6 separate regions of the Mus musculus genome follow, and all the other regions are linked to region 3. A link is a contact called in public HiCAR-type, HiChIP or PLAC-seq and promoter capture Hi-C data. All regions are on one chromosome and are shown on one strand. The core of a region is the stretch at or near the end of the contact, and the rest is flanking DNA. Distances in the headings are between cores, read along the strand shown. Region 1 holds the start of Ptpn21 (protein tyrosine phosphatase, non-receptor type 21). Region 2 holds the start of Spata7 (spermatogenesis associated 7). Region 3 holds the start of Efcab11 (EF-hand calcium binding domain 11). Region 4 overlaps Eml5 (echinoderm microtubule associated protein like 5). Region 5 overlaps Ptpn21 (protein tyrosine phosphatase, non-receptor type 21). Region 6 holds the start of D130020L05Rik (RIKEN cDNA D130020L05 gene).

Region 1 (4,593 bases), core at 1,966-4,465, 1.1 Mb before region 3:
CAAGAGAACCAGTCCTTCAGGCAAATTAACTCTGAACTCCAAATAATCCCCTCTACCTAACATATGGCCACTGCGAGACTCAACGGAGATGAAGTGCTCAACAAGCGTTTCTATTAGTCCCTCCTGGTTCATTATTAACATCACCACACAGATCTGTGAATAAACAAGTTATAAGCACCCTACTGATGCTAGTTCTCGAACCATACAATAGCAGTTCTAAAAAGCGTGCTCTCAACTCCTCTCCTGAACAGGGACACCTAAGGAAGCTGTGGGCGCTCACCTACAGAAAAGGGCGAGGCCTTAAACACCATCCTGGTTAAAGAGGACAGGTAAAGCTGGGCAAGCCCATGAAGTCAAGGGCAGCGGGGGGCCGCCGTTCACGCTTCTCCGAGTCCCCTCCTCTAGGAGAAAAGCACAAATGGGGTTGCCTGGCCAACAGGGAATGTCAGAAGCCCCGGAACCCTCCGCCTGCGGCCGCGGACGTTTCCGGGCGGACGTGCTCGGAAAGGACCGGCCCCTGTGATCGGAGGAGGGTGGATTTAAAGGGGCCGGCGTTAGCCCTACAGGCAGGGAGAGATTGGGCGCGCATTTTGAGGCCGTATCCACATAACAGCTCCCCCCAAAACACATTATTTTTTTAACCATGCTTATTGATAGTAACTTCTGTGGTGAATGAACAGGGGGCGAGCAACAACTTGGGATGTATGTCAACTAGAAATGTTTTCTCCTTAACAATTTTACAAAGATCTCAGCTATTTCCATTCCTCACACTGCCTCCACTCTCACCTCCGCCCCTTCCTCCGAGGATAAATTGTTTAGTAAGGCTGGATCCTAGCCGATTACCTATTTGGGTGCGAGATTGCGCGATGGGAGAATCCGTCCATAAGCCTCACAGGACAAACCGAACGCAGGCCTCGGCAGAAACAGCTTTCTCGGTTTCACGCTAATAAGGACCTAACTATTTTGTATCTCCCTGGTCTTCTTCATCGCTCCTTTCTGTCCTGCTCACCGTCTGAGACTCAGCCACAGAGGTCATCAGCACCCCAGCCTGTGGAATGGCTGAGCTAGAAAATGAGATTTAGCTATGACCCTAGATTGCCAAACGTAACGTCTTGGGATTCCATTCCACAAATGTGCTCTGCCTCTCTGAGCACAAGGCAGCGCAATGAGCATCTTGAGGAAATCTAAGACGAACCCTAAGCCGTCTCTGTCCTTAAGGAGATTGCAGGCTTCTATAATTATATTCAGAGCTGTATCACTAGTAGGGACATGGTCAAGGTTCCTAAAATTTTTGTTTGTTTGGCTCTTTGGAGCTCTCTAGTGAGAGCTCCCCCTTCTTTCCAGAAAGACAAGTTTTAAAAACTTGGGGTTGAAGAAGGCCAGGGAACAAAAGGGGAACCTACAGCAGTATGTTAGTAACTGCTGACTGCCTTACTTGGGTAAAAGCACTATTCCATAGACGGAATTGGAGGCGGGCGGGTGTGTGTGTGTGCTATAATAAGATAAAGTCTCTGTCTGCAATATTTTTCAATATTCTTTGCTGTTTCCAGAGTATGAACAATGGAGCAAAAATGAAAAAAAAAATCAAGAAAATGAAAATACTTTTAAAAAGTTAAACAAGCTTTTACCTAGGAGATACACTAATTGTGCTTCTCTAAACCTAAACAACAACGAAAGTGTAGTGTGCAAAGTATTATCTCATAAGTTGTAGATTTCAGTCTTCAAATTGTGGCAACTAAAACATTAACGTATATTTTTAAAAGTTTCATGCGTCCAAAGGGAAGACATCTGATTTATATACTGTCAAATGTGCTAGTGTCTCCACTCTAAAGATGGAACTATGCCCTTAACACAGTATACTACACTATATAGCTTAATTATTAAGTTCTGAATAGACAAACTCAAATTTCCAGTTGTCGCTGAGATTTGGAATGTTTTACAGCACTGGGGAGGAGGAAAAACCAATGTTTTCTCTTTTTATTTGGGCAACTGTTATCATTTGATTGTTAAATTTCTATGCATCTTCTCCTAAGAATGTCTGGTTTCTTGATTATTCATATAAAACCTACTGTGGAAAAACTGCTTAGTAACTTAAAATTTTATGTTTGATTAATATATCTTGATGATGCCATAACTTATGTTTCAATATTACAGCCAAGAGGTAGAAACTTAAGATACTCTGGAGAGGGTTGGTATAGGTGCCAACTACTAAATGAAATAGACTATATATAGCCTTTAAAAGAGAAAATCAGGCTAATTTCTCTATAAAATCATCCCATTATAGAATAAGAAAAGATGCATATTTAAATCCTGCTTCACGGGTTTACAGAAGATGCTCTGCACTGTTAGCGAGTCCATTTCTCATTTTTCTTAGCCATACCCCCTTCTAGAGGTTTCTCAAATTTACTTTAACTCTGAGTCTCACCAGAGACTTTAACTCGAGTCACACCTCAAGTCAGTCACCACATGTTCATGGAACTTTGCCACTATTCCTTTAACGTTAAATATTCACTAAAAAAGAGAGCCTAACATTTTTAGAACGCCTATATCTTAGTGCCTTAAATCAATCCTGTTTCTCACAGAACATTTGTGCATATAACCAAATGGCCTACAAACAAAACAACTATTTCCAGTGTGGAACTGTTGTCTTGTCCAAAACTTAAAAAGAAAGAGAAAAGAAAACATGGGTCAGTAACTATTAGACATACTGCAGTGGTTCCTTGGAGCTCATAAAGATTCAGAAGGTTTTTACTAACATTCTTTATAATCATAAGGCTTTCTCGGCCGCGGCGGCTGGGGATAGGACAAGCATGCTCAGAGCAGCCAATCTAAACAGGGTTTACAGAAATCACAAGTCGGAATTTGCAGATCCAAGAATTCTTCCTCCAGGAGTAAAGACGCTTTGCTCCAAAACCGAAACAAGGAGTTGCCAAACAGACTTTCCTTTATGCCCCTTGTTGCCAAAGTTATACGGCAACCTTCATACTCCACATATTCCGAGAGTCACAAATATGCCCAAGATTTCAAACCCCGATCCAGAACTAAGCCTCAACTATCCGCGGAGGAGTCCGGAATAGAAGTTCCAGACTCTTTTTAGAAATGACTAGGAGATCAGAGCGAGCAAGGGAAGACTTCGCTCTTTGTTACGCCCCTGCCCGAGTCCCCCGCGCCTCACCTGCTCCGGCTCCCGCCGGGTCGGGGCCGCGCTCCGGCTCTGCGTCCCGCCTCCCTGGGCTCCGCGCCTTCGCAGCCGCCGCAGCCTCTGCTGCTCGGTCGCCCGCGCCCCAGGCCCGCGCGCCGACCGCACGCCTTGCCCGCACTGGCCGGGCCGCGGCGGCACTCTCTGGGGGAGCTCGGGGGCCGGGGCCGGAGCTGCGGGGCCCGCGTCCCTCCCCTAGGGCCGGGCGCGCGGATCCGGGGAGGCGGCGGCGCGTGACCTCAGAGAGTTGGAATGCGGGCGGCAGGGCGCGGGGGAGGCCGGACAGCTGCGGCCGGCCACCGGGGAGGGGGCGCGCCGCTGCTGTTTTTAACCGTGTGACCAGTTATTTTAAGTTTCCAAATAAAGCAGAGCTTTGAAGAAGAAGAAAAAAGGGAGGTGAAGAGGAGGTTATTTTGAGTCCAGGTAGAAAGGGCTTGGTTGCATTATTAGGTGGTGGTCTGTAAAGAAACTGGGGTTGTTGGAGTACTCTTGAACATTGCTGAAGACAGTTCAAGACTTTCTACACGCCCCCTACCCTACCCGCTTTAAGTGCCTGCTCCTCCCATCAAGCACACACTGCTCCTCTGTAGGAACTCTGAACTTGGAGAGAAGTGGAAAGCTGACCCAAATGGGCAGCAGGCTGGAGGTGCTGCTCCCCAGAATCCACTAGGGAGCAGAGGGATAAGAGTTCTAGAAATAAGGAAGCCCAGGGAAGCCACTCTAGATCTCCCCTTTATGTGTAATAGCTTAGCTTTACCTTGGAGAACCACTGGGAAGGACTACTGCCAAGGAGTAACCATGGAAGTAGCTCAGAGAGAACTGAGAGGAGCTGCCCTCAGCGGGACTCCAGTGCTTATTATTATACTGTATTCTTGCTAAACCACACCGCGAGCACCTGGCTTCATCTCCTCAGAGTTCTTCCTCTTCGCACTACTCCCATGGTTACTCTCCCTCGGGTTTGTCAGTCCTTCCCAGTGTTCGCCCAAGGTGAAGTTCAGCTACTAGACCTCTATGTGTGGTCTAGAGTGCGTCCTTGGCCACTCTAATTACCTTCTCTCCAGCATGCCCACTGTCCCCAACAAAGAGGGGGCAGCGCCACCAGACCCCTTTCCATTTATGTCAACCCTCCACGCCTCTCCGACTCAATTTAGGGCTCTACTTCCAAGATTAAAAAAAAGTTCTAGCCACGCCGTGGCTGCCGCACTTGGCAGGAATATTATAAATTGTTTCGTAGAGGCTTCATTTATACCTCTTAGAATTCCGAGGGCAGTTCTGGGCAGACAGTAGGCACTAAATAAAAACGTGTTAATTGAATCGGGAAGAAAATGAAAGAAATTTAAAAATAGAAAATGATCCTAAAACCCAAGTGGTGCTTTAGACAACCAAGTTGAACT
Region 2 (4,528 bases), core at 1,966-4,465, 1.3 Mb before region 3:
TGCAGCTAGAGACATGAGCTCTGAGGGTACTGGTTAGTTCATATTGTTGTTCCACCTATAGGGTTACAGACCCCTTTAGCTCCTTGGGAACTTTCTCTAGCTCCTCCATTGGGGGCCCTGTGTTCCATCCAATAGATGACTGTGAGCATCCACTTCTGTATTTGCCAGACACTGACATAGCCTAACAAGAGACAGCTATATTAGGGTCCTGTCAGCAAAATCTTGCTGACATATGCAATAGTGTCTGCGTTTGGTGGCTGATTATGGGATCGATCCCCGGGTAGGGCAGTCTCTGGATGGTCCTTCCTTCCTTCCTTCCTTCTGTCTCAGCTCCAAACTTTGTCTCTGTAACTCCTTCCATGGGTATTTTGTTCCCCATTCTAAGGAGGAACGAAGTATCCACACTTTGGTCTTTCTTCTTGAGTTTCATGTGTTTTGCAAATTGTATCTTGGGTATTCTAAGTTTCTAGGCTAATATCCACTTATCAGTGAGTGCATATCATGTGTGTTCTTTTGTGATTGGGTTACCTCACTCAGGATGATAACCTCTAGATACATTTGCCTAAGAATTTCATAAATTCATTGTTTTTAATAGCTGAGTAGTACTCCTGTTTTTTTTTTCCCTCCTTTCATTGTTATAGGATTTCTGATTTACTTTCCTTAAGCCTAGCTCTCTTTATATTTGGCTCTTCTGAAACAGAAGTCTTAGAAAAGAAAACCCTGACACATGCAGAGTACCACATTTTCTTGGACAGGCAATGTCCATATCATAACACTTTTATATGCACGATTTCCAGCATCCCTTTCATTTACATAAACAGGGACCTGTGGCTCAGCCCGGCTTAAAATTTAATTCATGATCAAACTTGTAAGCTATCCTAGCTATCTTATTTCTATTGCTATGATAAAACACCTCCACCAAAAACAACTTAGGGATAAAATGGTTTATTTCAACTTACAATTTACAGTGTATCATGAAGGGAAGTCAGGACAGGAATTCAAGGCAGGAACCTAGAAGCTGACCCTGGAGGAACACTACTTACTAGCTTGCTCCTCAAGGCTTGCTCAATTTGCTTTTCTACACAATCCAAAGCCATATTACAAAATATTTTTTATTCATCTAATGTAGTTGTACTCTTGGAGGCTAACTGCTGGATAAACTCACCCTTGCTAGGTCTTTCTGAACTCCAGATGGCTGGTTTAACTCAGCTATTCTGGCTCAAACTCCTCCCTCACCAAGATGACTGATTCAAACTGGCTTCTCTCAGCTTCTCACTGAATTGCTCTGTTTGGCTTCAAACTAACTCTGGCAATTTATTCTAATCTTCTTGATCCTTCTCTGGCTTTACCTGCCTCTGTGGACCTGCACTGAACTGCATAAACTCACGAATGAACTCCAATCCACTTCACCACGCTCACTGCACTGACCCCAACTGACTGAATTTAACTACACTGACTCACTGACCTGCCCTTTCAAACATGCTCCTTCCTTCTGTAAACTAACCTTACTTTTATTGCTTGGGATTAAAGGGGTGTACTCAAGGTGTGTCTATTCCAGCCAGAGTAGCCATGTTGCTGGATTGAAATTCCTCTATATGAGCTGCCTAGAGATAGCACTGTCCACAGAGTTCTATAAACGAGCAGAACCCAACAGGATGTGTGTGTGTGTGTGTGTGTGTGTGTGTGTGTGTGTGTGTGTGTACTTATTAAGTCAGCTTACAAATAGCAAATACAGCTGAATTACAGCTGAGAGGCTGAGAACTCAGTAGTTTCTTCATCCTTGAGTGCCTCTGTAGTCAGAGTAACTCCCCCACCCCCACCCCCACCCCATGGTGCCCATCTCTCACTGGGGAGGCTGGCATAGTTGCTCTGTCCACAAGGCTGGATGCCTCAGCTGTCCTGATCTGGTGAAAAAAAAACCTGAAAGAGAGAGCTGCTGAACCTTAGATCCTGATAGAAAACTAAAAAGAACTGATTCTGGTGTGGAAGGATTCAACCACAGCAGCAGAAGAAAGCAACTTGAGGAAAGGACAAGCCAGAAGAGGTGAATTTCAGCCATGACCGTTTACATCTGGACTGCTAGTAGATGATAACACCTTCAATCAGAGTGGGTCTTCAAAATCAAAATTTATCTATTTATTTATTTATTTATTTATTTATTTATTTATTTAATGCATATGAGTACACCATTGCTCTCTTCAGATATACCAGAAGAGGACATCAGATCCCATTACAGATGGTTGTGAGCCAACATCTCAGGACCTCTGGAAGAGCAGTCAGTACTCTTACCCGCTGAGCCATCTCCCCAGCCCCTTCCAAATCATTTAAGGAAATCCGGAAAGCCTCCCTATTCTGGAGGTTCTAACTTTCACTAGGGTGCCATAAAAACCAACCATAATATCTAGACGCTCAAAGTTCAGCAAATCTGGCTCGGAATCCAGTATGCTTTCTGTGACTACAGAGGTTCTCAAATGGGATGTAGTTTCCTCCTCAGGCAACCTTTGGCAATACCTAGTGACATTTTTGGTTGCAATTAGGTTGCAATTAATGGGTTGTGGTCTTCTAGTGGGCAGAGCCCAGGAATACTGCTATATGATACCACAACAAGGACTTATCCATCCAGCCTAAAAGTTCAAGAACGGGTTGCTGAAAAGCCTAGCGGGACAGAATGCTTTCTGCACTCCCTCTACCCCGTTCTGCTCTTATTTCCATGGATACACAATTAACTACTGCAAAAATAAACAACTCGCAGAAAGCAGCGGAATACATCCACACTTTTCTCACTGCCTTCTTCCATTCAAAATGAACCGATCTTTGTGGCTTTAAAGATAAAGGGAGAGCGAGTGCAGGAGCTGAGGAACTCAGTAGGCAGAAAGGAAATTCACACTAATTGCAATGCTTACAATACAAACTTGGGGTTTGGGGCGGGGGGGGGGGGAGTAGCTGCATTAGATAACTGCTGTGTCAAAAGCGCTTGCGCTGCAAGCTTGGGGACTTGAGTTCGAATCACAGGCATCCAAGTTAAAAGTGCTGGCAGAAGCAGATATGACTCTCTTTCCGGACAGTTCACTCTGGATAACTGCCAGGATCCCAGAACAACAGATTGGGACCCGTGGCCATCCTCCCGCCGGCTGCTGGCACTTTCGGTAAGCAGGAGTGCCTGGGGGCGTGGGCGGGGCGGGGCCTAGGAGCACAGGTCCCTGTGTTGTGACGTCATAATCTGCAGCCGCGGAGCTCGCCCTTAGCAACCGCCCTGGCGACTGTCGCTGTGACCCTTTGCGCCCCCGCGGTCCTGGTCTTTTCCTTTTCACCTCCGCTGCGGGGGAGCTCGGCTTCATCCCAGTAAGAACCAAGGGGATACAACCGCGGAGGCCGCAGGAGGACTAAGCATGGATGGCAGCCGGAGAGGTAAGGGACTGCGCGGGTCCAGGCTGCCCATGGCCTTTAAGGTTGCCTGCCACCTCCTTCAGTGTCGCAGGGTAATGGCTGGAACTAGAAACGCCCTGAGCTCAGGGAGGCCCCGCATGCCCGGCTCTTTGATTTACTGCCTGACATCCATCCCCTGATCCTGGGACCCTGCAGCCTGTATCACTTGGGTATCTTCTAGGCGGAATACTAGCCTGGTCTTTGAAATCTAACCTGAGCCCCAGATCAGGCCGGCTGCTTTCACAGAAACGGCGCTCAGTTTGCTCATCTTGAAGGTAGTGGGTAAATACCCATGCCACGGAGTTCTTGGGGGTTAAGTGCAGATAATATACAGCAAGCTCCTGGTGCATTTTAAGTACATGAAATCTTCCACTCCCTCCCTCCTTCTCTCCCTCCCTCCAGAACTGACTCACCCAGAGCTGGTTATAATTCAGTGGCTCCAAGGTAGGAGCTGGGATACTGCATTTGTAATAAACTTCCAATGTGGCTGGTCATTGGACTGAATGTTTAATAGCAAAAGACTACCTTTGAATCGACCTGCTAATGATTAATTAAGCCTTGCTTTCATCTTGCATGCACCTTTATTCTACAATAATTTCATCAAAATAAGTGTTCTGCTTAGCATACAAGGTTGGGGGGGGGGGAGGATATTCAGACACCATCCCAACCTAAGCTCTAGAGGAAAACACACCAAATGCTGTTATGGTCTTCAGAAATGGTTACAAAATAAACTTTAAACCTTTGCAGTGTTCCACCCGTAACCCAACACTTGTTTACACACAAATCCTGTTAAATGGGTATTATTCATATTTTGAAATGAATAAAACAAAAGATTATAAATAATTCCCCTAGTGTCATGGTTGGTCACAGAACAAGCCCCAGACTAAGAAGCTAAAACCCTCAAGTTCTTTTACTTACATTTGTTTAGTAATAGACTTAGTGAGGTTTTAGTGTTTATTTTTAAATGAGGTGACAAATGTAAATGGGTTTATACTTTTAGGTGGCTTCAGTTTTAGCCCATAACATATATCAATAACATCGTTCCTGGTATAAATGTTATATTCAATAAGTATCTGGGCTAGTTTTTATATACTAAATTATA
Region 3 (4,690 bases), core at 1,590-4,089:
AAAGACTTTAAAAAAAACCCTGTAAACCCTCAACCCAATACGCAAAGTAAAAGCTGTCACATTTCAGCCAGCGTACGCACATTACCACTGTCCCTGTCATAAAATTCTCTACCTGGCCTAAAGTTAAAATAAGTAGACTCAAGGGGGATAAAAAGCAAAATGAGACAAGCTATCTTTCCAGGTTAAATACGATGCTTTAAAACATCCACAGCCTGCACAGGTCGCCTGCCTTGGGACTCCAGGTGAAATGATTGCAGGTTAGCAGAGCTGCCGCAATTTCAAAGCCAGTTCAGGCTAGCACTCTGATCTCATAGCTGGCCTCTCAGGAGCTAAAAATCTCCACCCACTCTGAATCCACCCCGAGCTGTCTGCAAACCGTATTGGGGGGCGGGAATATATTTATGGTGGAGTTGTGGTGCATTTAAGCACATCGAAGGGCACAGACATGGGGTATCACAGAGTCCCTGGATACCCCAACTCAGGAGGAGCAGGAGAGCCCTAACTGTGAGTTCTGGGGAGAGGAGTTTGGGGGAATTCCAAGCAGACTTGAGTGCTACTTCTGCTTGATGGTTGTGGTTTACTCTTTTGTATTTGGACAGTGCCTTGACTCTGATTAGTTCCAGTCCGGCAGCTTAACAAGAATGGATCTGTCTCTAAACTGCTTATAACAGGCAAGCAGAACAGCACAGAGACAGGGGTAAATAGGAAACTATCATACTAAAATAGAAGGTTCACTGGGGCTCAGCTGTGGTCTAATTACTGAGGAGGTGTGCAGCCTTTTCGGGAAACTAACAGCCAGAGTATTTCAAGTCCACCCTCCACAGGGTGTACTTGTGGAACTCAGGGAACGTGTGGAAGAAACAGGGTGGAAAGAGTAAGAATCAGAGGAAGTGGGGGTAGTGACACGCAGTGCTGGCTTCTGAGCACCATATGGTTTCTGCACCATTGAATTCACAACAGCTGTGATTACCTGTACAAGACTTGGCCTGTCAAAACCCTGCCAAGGAAGGCAGAGGGGCTATAAGGTGCCCACCTTCTGTAAACCACCCTAAGGAAGCTCACTGGGCCACAATCTGCCTGCCTGCCTGCCTGCCTGCCTGCCTGCCTGCCTGCCTGCCTGCCTGCCTGCCTGCCTGCCTGCCTATCTATCTATCTATCTATCTATCTACCTACCTACCTACCTACCTACCTCTCTAAAAAAAGAAAAAAAGAAAGATAATTAAAGTCAAATGTGTACATCCTTAGACTTAGCAATTATATTTCCAAGAATTTTGGTATCTTCATTTCTTTGTCATTGTTCTAAAATGTTGTCTCATTGTGTAGTCCAAATTGACCTTGAATTCCTGATCTATCAAATGCTCCCAAGTACAGCAATTACATATCCATGATTTATTCACACTCACATACACACCCAGAGGCACATGTGCGCATGTATTCCACAAAAGGCATGATCTATGGGTGTATGTAGATGTAACATGATGATCACTGAGACAATGCTTGCAGGTTAATCCAAACAACAACAAAGGGTAAACTGGCTAAAGAGAATATTGTACAACTGTATTTTAAGATGGTAATGTGGTTTGCTTTGGGTTTGTTGCTAAGTGGAAAATGGATGTTAAGATAAAACAGTGTGGAACTTCTGTAGAAGATTGTGCCTATACCTGTATGTAGAACAATACAGAAGAAACTGGTTAACCCCTGATAAGTGGGACCCCAGTCTAGCGTAAAGAGAAGGGATCTTGTGGACTGTATGAACATATTACTTTTACCAATTAAATAAAGCCACCCAGAAACTTTACTATACGTATCAGCTAGCCGGTGGATTCTTCCTCTTACAAGACCACCTTCCCCTCCCAGACTCCCACTCTCTACCACCCTATATTTCTTATAAATACTCGTGGAGATGTTTGTTGCCTCTACTGGCATAGATACCTAGTTTGCACCTGTTTGGGCCTTTAAAGGGGGGAGGGGTTTGCGGGGAATTAGGTGGTGGAGGCATTTTAGGCTTATAAATCAGAGATTTGCTCTACAGGTATCAGAAAGTATTCCTGGCCAGTTTTCTTAGGATTCATTTCTACAGCATTATCCGCCCCATCTAAAGAAGGGAGAAGAGGAAGGGAGAGAGAAGGAGACGAGGGGAAGAGAGGAAACGTTCTAACCTTGGAGGGTTTGTACCCAAACAGCATTACAATCGCAACCTTAAAGTCCTCTCGGCTTAGGTAGCCTTTGTTGTCTTCATCGCATGCTTTAAATACCTAAGGAATATTAAACATCTACAGTTAGTAAGCCAGAAACCAGAAACACAGACATCTTAAACTCAACCTGGTTGTGGAGCTTTCAAAATGCAGTTTCAGTACTCTAGTTTTAATTCTCAAGCAATATAACCGCCGAGTTAAAGATTTCCCTCTGTCCCCTCTCCCCAAAGTTTAAGGAACTTGACCAAGTTTAAGGGGCTGACAAATCCATTCCTCTAAACCGCTGGAATAAACTGTACTCGAAAGCTCAGTCCTGGGATTGGGAAGGTGATGGGACGGATAGGAGGTCGAGGTGATTATCCGTGGACAGTGTGGTGGGCGGGGAAGTGATCAGAGTCCTGCAGCAATGCCAGAACCAAGAGGGGTGACAGAAGTGGCCCTGGTCAGGCTTAAGTCTGAACTCGGGTCGCGCTCCCACACCTACTTTCACCCATTTCCTGCGTTCTGAGGCGCTGGCTTCGCCTGCTCGGGGCCTTGCGCCTGCCTCTGACAAGAACATCGCCACCGACACGGAGACCAAGCCAGGCGTCTCCTCCGCTGCAGCGAGAACACAGACCAGCCACTGCGGCCTCGCCCACCACCGCTGGGACTCAACTTCGCCGCGCAACTCCAACGTCTCCTCCCATTGGTCAGTCTCCGAGCCACTGGCGTTGATTTCGTACTGTCATTGGTTAAAGGCGCTGTTTAACGATGGGGCGGGGCCTCAAGGCCCGCTCCCAGACCTTGGCCCCGCCCCTACTCGATTTTTCTTGTCTTAAGGGAGGTCTGGTACCTCTGGGCTCTCTTAACTCGTTTTGATTGCTTTCAGGCTCTCTCCCAAATTTACAATAAACTCTTTTTGATTATTCTGACCCGTGTCATTGCTAGATTTGGCAGGAGACACACGAAGAATGTGAAAAAAAAAGCACACAAACACAAATAATGAGTGAACACCAAGATTCATTTTTAAACTGCAAGTCTTTGGACGGCCTTCGCAGAGCAGCTACTATGTTTATTTTCGCCCTCTTGGTAACCCTGGCACGTAACACTGTGTCTAGGACAATTAAACGGAATGTCCCGTTTTTTTGAATGTTTACACAGAATTGATTATTCAACCCCCCGGAAGGCGATGCCTGACGTGAGGCTGACTTAAGGAACAGCACAAGAATCCCATACCAGACATCTTTATAGAAGATGAGGAATACCCTCTACCCTTCTGGCAAATCAGTGAGATTGACAAGAACATGACCGTTTCAAAGGAGAAACCTTCAAAGGAGGTTCTGAGTCTGATGGGAGCTCATTTAACTTTTTATCTAGCAGTCGATTTTAAAGTCTGAAGCAGCTGTCTTTTTCTACCGCTCACCCATCTCCCAGAGCACGCCGCTGTCTTAGCCTTGAGAGCCTGAAGCTGCCTAAAAGCATCCCCAGAATGGAGTCGTTGTTTGCAAATTAACCTCGAGAGAGAAGCTACCACAGCTTTCTGTTTCTCTCTTCTTTCAACAGGAAACTAGCAGAGAGTGAGGCGTTCATTCGGCTCTTTTCTGGTCCTCTTGGTCTCAGGCAAATGAGGCTGTCTTTAGGACCCAGTGGGGGGCTTCCGGAAGGGGAAGCGGCTGGCTAGCTAGGCGGCGGCGCCGGCGAGTTTGAACTGCGCGCATGCGCGGGCGCGCCGCGGGGCGGAGTCTCGGCGGCGGCGGCGGCGGCCTGGCGGGTCAGGTAGGTGTCTGCCGCTGCGGGCGCCGGCTCGGGGCGGGCTCTGGCGGCAGCGGCGGCGGTAACTCTGCGCCCGCCCTCCTCATGGCGGCGCGATGGCCGCTGCCATCAGATGTGGTAGTGGAAGGCCAGCAGGGCTCGGTGAGGACCGCGAGGAGAGCGGCGAGGCCGGGGTCCTTGGGCAGGGTTCCTCCGCTCTGAGTCCCGGGAGCCCCGGACCCTGCGCTCCTAACCCTTGGGACGCGCTGCAGAGCCGCTGGCCTTCGCTCCCTCCGTGGACCACGCTCCACACCAGGGACACCGCCGTGATATTGGGCTGTCTTGAGGTTGAAATGAGTCTGTACGCTTGGAATTGTGTCTGGGCAGAGCTGAGCGCTCGGGGAACGTTGGCAGCTTTACGATTTGCTTACTGTACCCCCAAATTACTGCTCCTTGACCATCGTCAGCACCCCACAGCCCAGCTCCTGCAGAAGCGTCCTTATCGCCACGTGTGCACAAAGTTGTGTTACATATGATCATTTTAAAAGACTAGACGGGCCAAGGCACTCTCACTGGGAGTCCCATTGTCTTTAGAATAAAATTCGGCTTTTAACTTGCCTTACTGTCCCCACCCCTTCTTTCTGGACCATTCCTGTGTTACAGTTAGAACCTAGCTACCTCCTCCTGGCCTTCAGCAGGTTGGATTCCATCTGTCTGGAATGTTTCTCGACTGCCTTTTAGCCCGCGGATTCCTTTCCCTCCCA
Region 4 (4,912 bases), core at 1,486-3,985, 1.1 Mb before region 3:
TGAGAAGCAGTAGGGGACAAACTCAGTCTTTAAAAATGTCCCACGGGCCCTGCCTGTTGAGAGTAGAGACATTGTAAGGGCGAGGGAAAATCAGTTAAGAGTTTTTCTTATCGATTTGCACAGCGTTTTGTAAGGGTAGCCAGTATGGAAATTAGTTTAAGCCCTAAGAAACAAAAGGATCAAGAAAGGGTTACAGGCCACAGAGACCACGCAGTAGATAAAGCCTGGCAGCCTGAGTGCAATCCCTGGGACATAATGTGGTAGAGAGAGAACCAACTTGTCTAAGCTGTCCTCCGACTTTAACTTGTGCACCCTGTGGTATGTGCATACCTTAAATGTACATTGTATGTATAGACATGCACACACAATGCAATCTTTCAAAGAACGCTCGGTTAATTTGAATTCTGGGAAATAGATATTCAGTGAGTACTGGCTAAATGAGTGAGCCAGGAATGCAGATTCCGGGAAGGCATGTGAAAGGCAGTCAGGAGAAGCTGAGGGGGAGGAAGGCCACAGCTGATCTGTGAAGCCTTGCTGAGATTAAACAAGAATAATTAAACCTTGGTTCTCAGACTTCTTAATGGCTGCTGGGTCTCTTGTATCAAACAGTACAAAATAGTTCTCAGCACAGTGAGTTTACTGCACATGTCTAGTATAGTGAGGCTCATTGGGATTTTTAATTTAGCAAGGAGAATATATAGCCACACCAGCATGCAACTGATATATAGACACTGGGTATATAGCTCAAGAAATAGAGCATTTGTGTCAAAGGCATGAAGCCATAGGTATGGTTTCCCCCCCATATGACAAAAATAAGGTATTAGCCTGTCAGGACCTAATCTGGATGTATGGGCAAGTTTTTTAATGTTCATAGTGGTCGCTGTAAAAATGAACTGGAAAATCTATTCCATCTGTTGACTAACCTGATATCATGGATTGCACATCGCCTGTCTCTCTTCTTTCCCCATATTTTTAGAGAACTCACAAGTAATATAATAAATTCTCCATTTTTCATTCCAATAGCCACCATGTCCCCTTCGGGGCTATAACACACTGTCCGAGCAGCGTGTCCCAAATTCACTTTGTTTAGCATCTTCTGCATAAGAAGCAAGAGTCACAGGAAACAATTACAAACGAAATCAATTTCCCCACACCTCCAAATAATACCAAGTTAAAGCTAGCAGTTGAGTATTTCCACTTCTTAAAAACTATAACCTCTCATTAAAGCGTTTGTACCTACTTTATCAGCAATGTCCCAGAGTCTCACTGTCCCATCTTCAGCAGCAGAAAGGAAGAAGTCCCTGGAGGGATGTGTTGCGAGTCCCCAGATTGGCCCATCCACATGGCCATTAACTAAAATGTTACATGCTGCATTTTTCTCTCCAACTTCAATTATTTCCGAATTCCTTGTCCCAACTAGTATCTTGCCCTGAAATACAAAAGGACCAATATACTTAATGCGATACAATAGTTACATGCTTTGAGCTAATATAGTTGTAAAGCGAGCATTAGTTCATACGAACATTTCTATTCCTAGGGCCACACAACTGCAACATCGCTGGGCTACTACATGGGAGAGTCAGTGCTAGAGACTATAATGATGCCCTTCCACGCTTCAGTCGCAGAGTTTTGGCTTTGACTATGATAACTTTAGGACCTCCAGATTGGAAAATAAGTGCATTGACACACAGGGAGAAAGAACTGGAATTCATCTTTAAGTTAGTGAATGCTAGGTGTGGTGCCGTACACCCGTAATACCAACACCCGGAGGCTGAGGAGGGATAACTGCAAATTCCAGGCCAGCGTGGACTACACAGCAAGGACTTGTCTCAATAGTAGAAATTTTAAAGTAAACCTAACGAGGCTTTAAGTATACAGACAGGACAGCACATGCATGCGATTTATAGACCTGCAGTGCAAGTGCATGACACTCTTTACAGAGATGTATGAGGTTTTGTTGCTTTTAAGGGAAGCAGAATAGGGGAAATTAAGGGACACTGAAAGAGGAAAAATCCTAGGGCATCTGATTTCTTTTTTCCCCTAACTGCAAATCAAGAATTGGATGCACTTAAAAACAAAACAAACCTCTGCCCCAATTCATCAGAAAGACTTCTCTCCTCCTCTCCTCTCTTCCCCTCCCCTCCCCCTGTCTTTATTTATATTTATTTTTATTTGAGGTGGGGAGAGGTTGAGACAGGGTTTCTCTGTTCCCCTGGCTGTCCTGGAACTCACTCTGTAGCTCAGGCTGGCATCAAACTCAGAGATCTGCCTGCCTCTGCCTCAGCCTCCTGAGTGCTGGGATTCAAGGTGGTGCCCAGCTACTAAGACTTTTTAAACAACAATAATCCTTTTCTGTGAGACAACTGAACTCAAGCGTGTACAACAGCTGAGTTGAGTAAGAGTGCACATCTTTAATCCACCCAGGAAGCTAAGGCAAGACCAAAGTGGGTTCTCTTGGAGTTTAATCTCGTCAGTATCCATCCCTCACCCATTGATACAAACAGTGCCTCTCACAAGCCACCTTACAATATTAATAAAAAGGTCTATTTTTAAATGCAGGATAAGTAAACTACATCATTTTAAAACCTTTAAATTTTAAATTTTAAAGCTGCTTAAGCTGCTAGAGAGATGTTTGAGCACTTTAGAGCAGTTGCCGCTCTTACAGAGGACCATAGCTCACAACCAGACATTTCCTGCATTGCACCTCAAGCTCCTGCTCACACATGAATGGGGATCTCTAAGGGAGGAATTCCTCAGAGTAAGCCAGTAGCACCATGGAAATCTGCTGTTGCTGGAGCTACATGGAAAGAGCTGCTCTAATTAAAAGCGAGTAATAAAAACCAAAAAACAAAACAGAAGGCTGTCTAACTCAGATGCCTGCCATTGAATCCCCTTGTCCTAAGTGGACTATTTTGTTGGGCCTCAGTAGAGGAGGATGTGCTTAGACCTAGGGCAGTTGTATGTCCAGGGTACCCAAAGGGGCTTTCCCTTTTCTGAGGAAAAGCGGAGCAGGCACTGAGGGAAAGGATTTGTAAAGGAGGACCTGGCAGGAGAGGAGGGATGGGGAAAAGTCAGGATGTCAAGTGAAGAAATAGTCAATAGTGAGGATTGTCAATCCTATCTTACCATAGTTCAACCAGCAGATTCAAGACAATACAGAGGTTTAAGTAGTGTTTAGATACAAGTTTTCTGTGTTAGTGAACAGCAAATAACAGCACCACTATGTATCATTAAGTACTGCTTATTAAGCAAAGCGCGGGGATCACAGCTGCTCTCTAGTTTCTGCTGCATCTCACTGGCTCAAGGAACACCTTACTTTGCCTCTGCACACAGACCGAACACAATCTGTGACTTGTCCTGTCTCAAGCCTGAAGGCCCGGCATCGCCTCAGTTCCTGATCCCACAGTTTAACTGCGCCTCCTTCCTTTGACCTAGGTATATAAAAACAAAACCCAAGTAAGTATTTATAATTGACCACTACAATAATTTTCACTATAAACACTTAGTTGTCAGGAGTATTTTAAATACCTTATTTATAACTTCCAGTATTCTAAATTTTCAGGAAATTTACGGATACATACTGTATTTCAATCAAGATACATATACTCAGTTCAGTTAATTTTATTTTGTGAAATAAAATTTTCTTCTGACACAAGCATAATTGTATTTAGTCCATGATTCATCACAATGCACTTTTCATTATAGCTCTCCACTAAGAAAATCCACATTTTTTAAATAATTGTGTGTATGTGTACATACCACGGGGTGATGATGGAGGTCAGAGGACGACTCTGGAATCTGTTGCCCCTTCTACCTCTTTACCTGGGGATTGAACTCATCCCCAGGAATGCTAAGCTATCATACCAGCCCAACAAAACCATTAAAAAAAAAAAACAAAAAAACAAACCAAACCATTTTTAACATTAGAAAGATAACTAAAATATAAAGCAAAAAGAGGATTATAGATGCAGTGCCACGGATTTTACCTTTAAGGGCCAAAAGGACATCACACTTCTACAATCACTAAGATCCACTGCTGAGACAGTGTAGCTGGCAGTGAGTGGAGGTGCGGAATGAGGCAGTGTGCAGTGGGAGACACTTGGCTTTCGAGTACTATAGAAAGGGTGAAGTAGAGCGACTTATGGAGTTTCTCTCGAAAGAACTGAAAAATAATTCAGTTTGTTTGCTGTAGTTGGAGAAAACACCTTCCCATAACTCCTGCTCAGTAGAGAACTGGGCTCCAACCTGCAGGAGAGACTGCCCTTCAGTTGCTGTGTCATTTCTACTCTGCAGGTGACTACACTGGTAGCAAATGGATTTTATCTTTTGCGAGGAAGGAGCACAGGGTCTGAGACAGTCACACTATGTGACTGTGGCAACATCTGTGTAGACAGGCTGGCCTCGAACTCAGAGATCGCCTGCCACTGCTCCCCAGGTGCACCACCACACCCAGCCTTAATTTGACTTTTGACAGATTTTTAAATTATGTGCATACATGTCTTGGTGTGTGTGTGTGTGTGTGTGTGTGTGTGTGTGTGTGTACTTCGGGTCCTCTTCAAGAGGAGTCTATGCTCATAACTGCTGAGCTGTCTCTCCAGACCCTCAATTCTTTTTCTTTTTAATTTTTGGTTATGTGTGTGGTCACAGGCCAGTGTGCACCTCCATCATGTGTCAGGCTTCCCTTTCCACCATGTTTTAGATATCTTTCTTTGCAGATGATCCAAATGATCATCTGGCTGGGCTTCTCCAATGGGGCAGTGTTGGGATTACAAATACTTATGCTACTTGGTTTGGCTTTTCCAGGTTTTTGTGGGTCCTAGGATTGACTCTCAGGTCATCAGGCACATAGAGCAAGTACGTTTACTCCCTGAGCCCTCACCTCAGCCTACAAATCAGTTTTAAGTATCTGGTT
Region 5 (4,949 bases), core at 1,813-4,312, 1.2 Mb before region 3:
AAGGAGAACGTAGTAAAATATTAATTCATATGGATTTAAGGTTTCTTATATTTTTAATCTTGTTATTAAGACTAACTTTTTTCAGGCAAATTGCTGTAGTATATCATTGATATTCAAACATTATTGAAATTTATAATTTAAATTACACACACACACACTATATATATATATATATATATATATATATATATATATATATATATATAGAGAGAGAGAGAGAGAGAGAGAGAGAGAGAGAGAGAGAGAGCTGTTATCCCTGAGGAAGGTCAACTAGCCTCTTAGTTATAAACTGCCTGTAGCTCTTCATATAGACACAGGATTTCTCCCTTCTACCTTGGGATGGCAACTGGTGTTTTCATTGTTCAGATCTTGTTTGAGCAGCCATACTATTGAGAGTTTATGATATCAACTTTCCTATCGTATATAGACAACATAATCTCACAGCAGACATCCCCGTCCTCTGGATCGTATCTTCCCCTCCCTAAGCTTTGGGATCTGGTGAAGGAATTGTGATGTCAGCTAGGGCTGGGCAGCCCATTAGCGGTTCTCTGCATTTGACATTGTGTCTTTCTGTAGTAGAAATTCCTGCAATGTGCAGCTAGTTTAATGGGTGGTGAGGTCTACACTTACCTGTGGATTTAAGAATGAATATGTAGGGTGCAGTTAGAAATTATACTGGGTTAGGAAAGTGGCATGAGTAGGTTGTCTAGGTTCTATGGCCTCAGCAGCCATGGGTCCCTTTGCACTGCGTCCACCTCCCCACTCCATACCAACATCCCACACTCACTGAGACATTGGTACTAACATGAGATCTCGGGGGTAAACACAAAAGGCTGTAGCTAAATAGTGATACGTTTGTGTGTTAGTTGAATTGTTCTGGCTAGTTGTTATGTCAAATTGACCTAAGCTAGTCATTTGGGAAGAGAGAACCTCAACTAAGAAAATGCCATCACAAAGTTGGCCTGCAGGACATTTTCCTGATTAATGATTGATGTGGGTGGGACCACACCCCTGGGCAGGTGAGTTGTATGAGAAAAAAGGCTGAGCAAGCCATGGAGAAGAAGCTGATAATCAGTGCTCCTCCATGACCATAGAATTCTGGATCCTTCCCTGATTCCCTAAGTGACGGGAGTTGTAAACTGCCATGCACACACACACACAGTCTACGTGCCACTGTTGTACCTTTGGCAATACCTTGCAGATCTGGTCCTCTCTGTGGCTCGTAGGTATCACATCTGGATAGGATTCTTGATTACTCTTCTTCCTTCTCAGCTTTCAATGGCTCCTTCTGGTACCATGCCACTCCAGAGAGAAGCTTGGACCCAGCTCGATTCCTCCAAGTCCTGTATCTATTGTGTGTGGTGTCATCAACAATAGGGACTTACATTCAAGTTCTAGGAGGAAATCAAGAGCAAGGGCAATGACAATAGCCTATGTTGTTTGGTGATCTCATAAATTGTCCCTGACCAACTTTGTATTTCTCATGTCTGGTAATTAGCATTAATACCCTTATGATGTTATTTAAAATTAGGTGTATATATGTAATATATACTATAATATTAATGTGTATATTTTATATAAACAAAAATTTAAATTATATTACATACAATATATACAATTTGAGTGATGCATAGATAGATATTTCTAAGATTTACCAAAATTCTTTTTACATTTTTTAACTCTACATGAAAAATACTGTAAATGTAGTGGTTTGAATGAGAATGTGAATGGCCCCTAGAGGCTTATGTTGACTACTTGGTCCCCAGTTCACGGAACTTTTTAGGAAGGATTGAGAGGTGTGGCCTTATTGGAGATGCTGTTTTGCAGAGGCGGGGAGGAGTCTGTTGAGCTTGAGGTTTCAAAAGGCTCAGTGTCATTCGCACTCGTACATCAAGAGCTCTCAGCTATTCTTGCCATCCTGCCTTTCCTCTGCCATCATCAACTCTTTTTGTTACTTTTCTGTCACTATGATAAAATACTGTGAGTAAGGCAACTGTTTGTGAAGGATGAGGAGGTGTGGCCTTGCTGGAGGAGGCGTCTCACTGGGGACAGGCTTTTCGAGGTTAGCTCCCCCTGCCTCCTACGTGTGGAGCAAGATGTGAGCTTTCAGCTACTGCTGCAGCACCACCTGCCTGCTGCTGCTGCGTTCCCTGCATGGCAGTCATGAACTCTAACCTCCTGAAACTCTAAGCCCAGTGAAATGCTTTCCTTAAAAGCTGCCTTAGTCGTGGTGTGTTGTTATGGTAACAGAAAAGTAACTAATGCAGTAAAAAGATCAGTCACTCGATGTCCATCACTTCCACGTGATCTGATACCTTTTCATAGCACTAATATGTGTACCTTACTAAAAAGTGAAAATTTAAAATTCAAGTGCATGCTCAAGTGGGTATTATTCATATCTCACAACTAAAATAATGTACAGTTTAAAAACCAAGGGTAGTAAAATAGCTTAGTAGGTAAAGGTCCAGAAATAAAACTGGTCCTGCTTCAATAAGGAATACACACGCAGGGGCACGCGGGCACACACACAAACACACACGTTTATGCACGCATTCTTGATATATTATTATCCACAGCTTAATCGTCAATATATTGAAAACTGTTCATGAACTTCAAATTATTCAAGGTGCTTTAATTTTGTGAGCACACATCACCAATCTTAATGGTTTAAAACCTGATTCCTATACACATGCGATGATCTAAAGACAGCCTCCAGGTGGCGCTGTTGCACTTGGCAGTGCCCCTCTGCTGGCTCTATAAACTTCCCATCTCAATCCAGCTACCAGTCCAGGAAGAGGGTGGTAGATAAGCATGCTGGGAAATGTAGAGTGCTTTGCTAACTCACCCTTTCACCTCGCCTCACAGCCACATTCTCAGGCAGTATTCACGCTTGCTTCGTCTCTAAGCCCCACATCTGGCACCTTACCACCCATGCACCATTCAGGTTCCTGCAGAAAATGCTGAGATAACCACTTCTGTGAATTTTCCTATGAACCTCGGACTGATCTGGCCTGACCTGTGAGTCTCAGTCCTCGTTGCCTGGCAGAGCAGAGAGTTTATTCTCCTGTCTCACCACCAGGGTGCAGCAGTAAGCAGCCGCTCGCTCTATGATCTCAGAGGACACAACAGAGATTTGGTGGTTACAATTCCTACCTTTCACCTCCCCTCTCTGCTGGCCTCACACTCCCCACCTACCCCTTCACCATGGCTTTGGGGGACAAACCAAAGGAATTAACACAATGACTTACTGCATGGTGTGCAGAAGTAAATGTGACTGTGTGGTTTACATGCAATGAGCCTTTAGAATGTTTGAGATTTGACAGAAATCCCCAGGTGATGCCACTAATGCAACCAAAGAATCCATCAAATGTTCTCTGCAATCTCTATCCAACCCAGGCTTGCAGAGTGGCCTTTACCCTCCCCTTTCCTGGACATAATCTCACTTACTACGACTAGAGCAGAGATATAGAAAGTTCTCTCGGCTGTCACTCCAAAAAGACCCACCTGGGGTTTAGTTTTTAAAAATGAATTTCAAATAAAAGATCACTTTATCTTGTCTCATGTGCTCTCTTCTTACTAAATTTATACCCAGGAGTCTCCTTTAAAGGCATAATTTAAATCGGGCATGGTGGTGGAAGCCTTACTTATAACCCCAGCACTCAGAAGGCAGAGGCAGGCAGGTCTCAAGGAATTCAAGCCCAGCCTGGTCTACAGAGTACGCTCCAGTCCATCACAGACTACACTGTCTTAACATTTTATATGTGTGTGTGTGTGCGTGTACACATATATGTATATTATATATTATGTATAAACATTATTTAAATAATATATAAATGATATATTTACAAAACATATAATTAAGAAATATTTATAAGAGTGTATGAATATATAACATAGTATATATTATATAAGTATTGTATATAATATATATTACATATATAAGATATACTTTATATAATTTATATATTATATACATATATAATACATATATTAAACAACTTCTATCTCTACACTGCAAGCAAAAGGGAAGAGTCTCTGCCTCTGTGAAATGAATCAGCCACGCCATGATGTGAACACAGTGCTATATCAACACCCTTGCCCTCCCCTCTGTGTTCCTAGGTAGGCATCTCTCTTTCTGGAAGTTTCTAAGGGAGCACATCTGTCTTGCCAAAAAGTTTTAAATACTGAAGTCTATGGCTTTCTAAGCGCTTCGCAGTAGGAGCTCCTGAGGAAAACGATGACCGGTTACAGTTCTAGTCCATGCTCTAAAATCAAGGTGCTTGGCCTCAAAACTACAGCAATGCCAGTAAAAGCCCCCAGTAATCAGGAACACCGAGGCCAGAAATACCAAAGTTAACTAGTACAAACATTGGTTTACAACCTATTTTTGTGGAAATGTACATCTTGATAACTTTGGTTTGACATCAATACTATCAAGGAACTAAAATCCTTAGTGAGCCATGAAGCACTGCATACATTTGGCAACATGTGTGCCAGTAACGTTCTCAACTCAGGCACAGTAAACCTTTAAACCCTAATTTTGATTTGGCCCTTGAAAACTATATTGTTCCTAAATACAATAACGTAGAGTTATTTTCACTCAGAAATTCTCATTTGCTAGCTGTAATTAAGTTCAAAATTAATGTTCCGAAGAAGTGATGTCAAGGATGTGACATTTGAAGGGTGACAGATTGAAACGGTATAATGCTGCCCCGTAGGAATTTACTTATCAAAGTATTGCAACAGGAACACGAACATGCCATATATTACTCTTTAATTAAAGTTTTGTTTTACAATGTTCTTGTCAGTGGGAAATTTCCAAATGCTCAGGTGACAGGAAAGCCTCTTCAAACAGCGTACCATTGGGGCAAACTTGACAAAAGTCCTGTCCGTCACAGGCTTGAGATGGAAACTAGAGCACACAACCCCACCCTGGGGTGCTGTCCACT
Region 6 (4,815 bases), core at 1,120-3,619, 1.2 Mb after region 3:
AGATCTCATTATGGATGGTTGTAAGCCACCATGTGGTTGCTGGGATTTGAACTCAGGACCTTCGGAAAAGCAGTCAATGCTCTTAACCGCTGAGCCATCTCTCCAGCCCCTTTTTTCTTTCTTGTTTAGTGAAAATGTTTTACTATGTAATCCCTGAATTTGAGATTCTCCTAACTTGTGTTCTCAGTGGTGGAATTAGGAGTAAGGTACCACACCCAGGTTAAATCCATTCTTCAAAATTACCTTTCCACATAACACAAATATAAAGGGGTAGTTCAGTAATTATGTTTAACTCTTTTCCCTCCTGGGGCGGGGGTGGGGGGGTGCGGGGAGAGGAATTACCTGTTCTAATAAATTAGAATTTCAAAATTCCAAATGGAAGAAAGGGGCTTAGAGGCTATTTCCTAAGTGATAAAATATAAAAGGGTATAAAACACCAGACTTTTGTTGTATAGCCCTGGGTGTCCTGGAACTTTGTAGACAGGCTGGCTTCAAACTCAGAAATCCGCCTGCCTCTGCCTCCCAAGTGCTGGGATTAAAAGCGTGCGCCACCACCACCCAGAAAGTCTACATGCTTATCCTGTCTAAAGGCCTTTGTAAAACTGGCTGGCTGTGGTAGTTCACTGCAGTAATCCAACACTCAGGGGCTCAGGTAGGAGAATCGCTTTGAGTTGCAGACCAGCCATAGCTAGATAATGGCTCCAAAACAAAACAGGTTGGATGTAGTAGTACACCTATGATCCCAGGCATTGGGAAGATAGGGACAAGAGGATCGTGAACTTCCATATTTTGGGCTACACACAATGTTTGATTCTAGTCTGGTACTACAGGAGACTCTTTCCAAAAAACCAGAAGGATCTTTGCATAATCAAATAAAGCACACTGGTGTGAGTATGGTTACATGTATTAGTTCTGAAATTCAAGCTTACATCTAGTTAAATCTCACAATTACATTGGGTCTTAGAGGCAGTTCAGTGGTAGAGCACTGCCTAGCATGCTCAAGTCCCTGTGTGGATTCCATTCCCAGTTAGCCCATCCTCACAATAAGCTTAACCCTGAAACCCACACTTCCACTTTACTGTAAGGAAAGTTTCCACATGTACAAACATGCAGAGGTGATTACGTGACTGTCACAAACACATTTAACTTGTATATTAGCAGCCAAATAAGAACCCAGCTCTGAAAATATACCTGTTGTAATCAGAAAAAAATTTTCAGACCAAGTCTTACTATGTAACTGCAGCTGATCTAGGACTCTATGTAGACCCAGGCTGGCCTCCAAGTCACCAGAAACTGCCTGCCTTTCATGTTAGAAAGTAACTTTTTACCAGTGGTAACTTATTTGGGGTAATCTTTATAATTATACTCCAAGTTAACCATTCTTCAATTCAAATCAATGTTTCTACAGTCTTCAACCACAGACAGGAAAATCTTGGTTTTTGTGGAATGAGTTCTGAGTCTAGTCCAAAAAAGAGGGGAAAAAAAAAAATCTTTGAAATAAATTTGCAATATTTCAGACATGAAACAGCTACAAATAGTTCTCAACTGTAAAACTGCAAATTAATGCAACAAGGTAACTATACTTCTGCTCCAAAAACAATTTGAAGTTTTGGCCAATATGTATTTTCTTCCAAGAGTGAAATTCAGAGAATGCAAACCCTTAAGAAAGGAATATTTTAAAACGTGAAACCGTTATTTCAAACAACCTTATCTTTGAACACTGAAGACTGTTTCAATAGACTTGAGGTGAAAGCAGAAGGACTTGTTCAAGTGTTAAAAGATACCTCTCCCCACCAGCCAACTCAACCAACTAAGGACCATACGCTTAAACAATCAGAAAAGCTTGCAATAAAATGTTCCAAAGGTTCACGAGTTCCCACAGAAGACCTACAAAGTCTTTCTTTCTTAGCCAGGTGTGGCAGCACTTTAATCCCAGCACTGGAGAGGCAGAGGAAGGCAAGCTTTGAGTTCAAGGCTAGCCTGGTCTATAGAGCAAGCTCCAGGATAGTTGGGCTACATACTGAAACCCTGTCTCAAAATACAAAACAATAACAACAATAATAATCATCTCCCTTTCTTGTGAAAAAGACAACCAACCCCGGTCAAGACATGTGTGTCCTCGAAAGCCAAAGCAGCATTTTCTCTGTCTGGTGGAACTGCCAGATTTATAGACCTTATTGCAGACCCTAAAATCTGAAAGATATGGTGGAAAAGGTTTAAAACAACAACAATCCCACCAGAACAGAACTTTCTCAAAGTGTGCAACAGCTATGAACTTTACGAGCGCCAAGCAAGGTTTTATGCCTGCTTTACAGATTGGTGAACTAAGGGGTGTGTGTGTGTGGGGGGGGGGGGAGCAGATCGTTTCCGTTAAATGCCTTTCTCAAGGTCACGACGGTGCAAAAACCACCGGGGAAAGAGGATCTCAGGTCTCCGACCTTTCTGCACTGGAAAGGCAGCACGGCGCAACGTGCTCCGCTCTGCTCGAAATCCCAACGCCACAAGGTTTTCGGGTTAAGGATGGACACCCCGAATGCTCTCCACCGAGCTCCACCGGACTTGGGTACCCCGTGGCGTTCCCGTCCGCACTCCCGCCGTCCCAGTCCGAGCGCCACTGCTCTGAGAGGGGCCAGTGAGGGTCACTTACCGTCGCTCTCCGCCCTGACGAGCAGGGACATGCCCTTCAGCCTCTCCACGTAGCCGGAGGACACATGGCCAGTACCCCGGTCGTCCCACTGCCGGTCCTCGTTGAGCGTGTAGACCTTCACCCGCCGTCGGGTGTCGGTCATCGTGCCGGCCGGGGGCCCCGCCCGAGTGGCCCAGGGACAGTGTCCAGAAAAGGCGGGCGGCCGCAAACGGGGAACTCCGGGACCTCAGTGCCACCGCTGGCCGCCGCGGAGCTGCGCCGCCGCTCGCATGGCCCGCTCCCGGGTCCGAGCCCCGGGCCGCCGCCTTCTCTCGTCTCCTTCTCCCCGGCGCTATTGTCCAGGCCGAGCGAGCGCGGCCGCCCAGCAGCCCCGACAGGGAACGCGCAGCACTACGCAGCCTACCGGCCCGCCGTTCCAACGAGGTGCGGCTCGGTTCACAGACCCGCTCCGGCCTCCACCATGACCTCCGCAGAGCCGCTTTCCCGCGCCGCCGCCTCCTCAGGCCGCCGCCGCCATGTTTTCCTCCCTTGTACCTGGCCCAGCCGCTGCAGCAGGAAGCCCCGCTCCGCTCCTCCCGCTTAAAGCATCCGAAGCCGGTGAGGTAGCACTTCCCGGGAGACTCCGAACGCCTCTGGCCACCCGAGAACCCCTGGCTCTTCTTAGAAGCCGCCTTCCCTACTCCGCCGCCTCTTCCGTCTTCCTCACAGAGCCAAAGCCGCCGCCATCTTGGCTCGCCCCTCAAAAGCGGCGCGCGGGGCCACCTAGGCAGTAGCGGCAGGGGCGGCCCGCAAGCCCCACCACTTAAAGCGACAAGACGGGAGCCGGCAGCTTCGCTCCGGCCGAGGCCTTGCACCGAGGCGGGCGCGGAGCTGCGGGGGTGGCGGGAGCGGAGGAGGCGGGACGCGAGTCGCGCCGGTGACGGACCGGGACTCCCTCGCGCTGCCCTGCGCGTACTGTCGTGCAAGCGCGGGCTGCGTGTGCGTCCGTCGCACTTTGAATTCGTCATCACCTCGGCTCCGGGCGGGGAAGGGGTGTGGAGTCTGTTGGCGGCTTCTGGAGCCAGACTGGACTCTGATCCCGGAGCTCGTCCTTTCCCGTGCGAGCCTTCTCCGGACGCTTTAGGGAGGACCTTTGCAGTCGGCCCTGGGGGCGCGGGCTGCTGGCGTCCTCCTCGTCCTCCCCCCGCCCTCCTCCTCCTCCTCCTCTTCTTCCCTTGGCCTGAAATAGAGAAGTTTCTGAGAGAGGACCGTTTGGACCGCGAGGTTGGCGGGATGCAGTGAGGCACGCAATGGCCGGGCAAGTCTAAAACCCTCGACGCGGTGTTCACGCGTGGCACTGCTCCCCGGGATCATTCTGAGCACTCACCTCACAATAATCAGCGGTTATCTCCCTTTCTCTGTCGGTTATCAAAGCTGATCGTCTGTAGCCCTAGGCTGGTTTGTTTGTTTTTTTAAACAAAATAACAAAACACATCTTGAAGGGCTTGCAAAGATAAATGCCGTACTGTATGAATAAGATGAAATTCTTTGTTTTTTTGTTTTTTTTGAAACACAGCCTCACAATGTTGCTCTGACTGGCTGAAGCAACGTATGCGAGAAGCTGGGATCTTTCTTAACCCACACCAGAGACAAGTGCTCGCAAAGACATACCTGAAATCATTCACCAACAAAACTCGGAAGCATGTAAAAACAAAGCAGTTGCTGTTTCTAAATACCAGAATGCAATCCTTTCAAGCATCTAGATGGAGCCCATGAGCTCCAAGCAGAGCAGGTTAGCAGTATGGCCCTCTATGCTGATTATTTTATAGCAATGCTTCTAACCTTCCTAAAATGCTCTGACTCTTTTATAACACAGTTTCTCTTGTTGTGGTGACCCCTCCCTCACTATAAAATCATTTTGTTGCTACTTCGTAACTGTAATATGCAGGATATCTGCTGTGTCCCGTGTTTGACCGCCAAGGGATCGAGACCCACATGTTGAGAACCACCTTTTTAAAGGCCCTTGGAGACTGACTAGCAGAGCTTACACAGTGAATAGTTTCTTATCTGCCTTGACTCTTTACCCATCAAAGAAGAAACTGTTGCTTTCATCCCTCTGAAACTGTTTTGCTGGAGTACAGAACCCAATAGAACACACCTAGCCAGTCTCAGTATTTTGTCTCCTGGCT

The links. Promoter capture Hi-C pulls out the DNA fragments that hold promoters and counts their contacts. HiCAR-type assays count read pairs that join an accessible place to other places. HiChIP or PLAC-seq counts read pairs in DNA pulled down with a chosen protein or histone mark. Capture Hi-C pulls out chosen DNA fragments and counts their contacts.
Region 1: an Esrrb HiChIP or PLAC-seq map of embryonic stem cells shows a contact between it and region 3, with 49 times the contacts expected there. The contact joins the promoter of Ptpn21 here to the promoter of Efcab11 in region 3. A contact is called at or near these places in 9 of 39 promoter capture datasets (the 3T3-L1 cell line, 3T3-L1-derived adipocytes, the HPC-7 cell line and 5 more), 8 of 484 Hi-C or Micro-C datasets (CD4 T cells, the G1E-ER4 cell line, the N1E-115 cell line and 3 more), 9 of 115 datasets of contacts at active chromatin or transcription factors (the NIH/3T3 cell line, astrocytes, embryonic forebrain and 5 more) and 1 of 9 other capture datasets (embryonic stem cells).
Region 2: a promoter capture Hi-C map of adipose tissue shows a contact between it and region 3. The contact joins the promoter of Spata7 here to the promoter of Efcab11 in region 3. A contact is called at or near these places in 2 of 39 promoter capture datasets (the 3T3-L1 cell line and embryonic stem cells) and 1 of 9 other capture datasets (adipose tissue).
Region 4: a HiCAR-type map of astrocytes shows a contact between it and region 3, with 2.9 times the contacts expected there. The contact joins the enhancer-like site here to the promoter of Efcab11 in region 3. A contact is called at or near these places in 14 of 39 promoter capture datasets (the 3T3-L1 cell line, 3T3-L1-derived adipocytes, the HPC-7 cell line and 7 more) and 1 of 115 datasets of contacts at active chromatin or transcription factors (astrocytes).
Region 5: a promoter capture Hi-C map of liver shows a contact between it and region 3, with 2.7 times the contacts expected there. The contact joins the enhancer-like site here to the promoter of Efcab11 in region 3. A contact is called at or near these places in 10 of 39 promoter capture datasets (the 3T3-L1 cell line, 3T3-L1-derived adipocytes, the HPC-7 cell line and 6 more), 1 of 484 Hi-C or Micro-C datasets (the N1E-115 cell line), 2 of 115 datasets of contacts at active chromatin or transcription factors (extraembryonic endoderm stem cells and large pre-B cells) and 1 of 9 other capture datasets (adipose tissue).
Region 6: a contact with region 3 is called in a promoter capture Hi-C map of erythroid cells, with 6 times the contacts expected there. The contact joins the promoter of D130020L05Rik here to the promoter of Efcab11 in region 3. A contact is called at or near these places in 1 of 39 promoter capture datasets (erythroid cells), 1 of 484 Hi-C or Micro-C datasets (natural killer cells) and 1 of 9 other capture datasets (liver).

Annotation. Positions count from the first base shown.
Region 1 is chr12:98,734,190-98,738,782 of GRCm38.p6, forward strand. Ptpn21 (protein tyrosine phosphatase, non-receptor type 21) reads right to left here and starts at 3,216. Exons shown (of 19, transcript NM_001146199.1): 1 at 3,176-3,216.
Region 2 is chr12:98,624,927-98,629,454 of GRCm38.p6, forward strand. It overlaps Spata7 (spermatogenesis associated 7), which reads left to right and starts at 3,216. Exons shown (of 11, transcript NM_001289572.1): 1 at 3,216-3,408. The coding sequence starts at 3,390.
Region 3 is chr12:99,880,603-99,885,292 of GRCm38.p6, forward strand. It overlaps Efcab11 (EF-hand calcium binding domain 11), which reads right to left and starts at 2,840. Exons shown (of 6, transcript NM_030172.2): 1 at 2,680-2,840; 2 at 2,160-2,255. The coding sequence starts at 2,754. Tdp1 (tyrosyl-DNA phosphodiesterase 1) reads left to right here and starts at 3,916. Exons shown (of 16, transcript NM_028354.5): 1 at 3,916-3,950.
Region 4 is chr12:98,793,191-98,798,102 of GRCm38.p6, forward strand. Eml5 (echinoderm microtubule associated protein like 5) reads right to left here. Exons shown (of 44, transcript NM_001081191.1): 37 at 3,317-3,431; 38 at 1,241-1,429; 39 at 924-1,096. Among named protein-coding and RNA genes, the nearest start is that of Gm35463, 6.8 kb to the right of the region's middle. Within about 2 kb of position 2,736, at least 10 of the 459 cell types and tissues checked have an H3K27ac peak or open chromatin away from gene starts, as enhancers often do. A contact at or near this core is called in astrocytes, where this site is marked.
Region 5 is chr12:98,671,984-98,676,932 of GRCm38.p6, forward strand. It overlaps Ptpn21 (protein tyrosine phosphatase, non-receptor type 21), which reads right to left. Exons shown (of 19, transcript NM_001146199.1): 19 at 4,758-4,949. Among named protein-coding and RNA genes, the nearest start is that of Spata7, 46 kb to the left of the region's middle. Within about 2 kb of position 3,063, at least 156 of the 459 cell types and tissues checked have an H3K27ac peak or open chromatin away from gene starts, as enhancers often do. A contact at or near this core is called in the HPC-7 cell line, the N1E-115 cell line, adipose tissue and 3 more, where this site is marked.
Region 6 is chr12:101,080,082-101,084,896 of GRCm38.p6, forward strand. It overlaps D130020L05Rik (RIKEN cDNA D130020L05 gene), which reads left to right and starts at 2,370. Exons shown (of 2, transcript NR_038050.1): 1 at 2,370-4,418. It overlaps Ppp4r3a (protein phosphatase 4 regulatory subunit 3A), which reads right to left and starts at 3,621. Exons shown (of 15, transcript NM_211355.2): 1 at 2,648-3,621. The coding sequence starts at 2,789.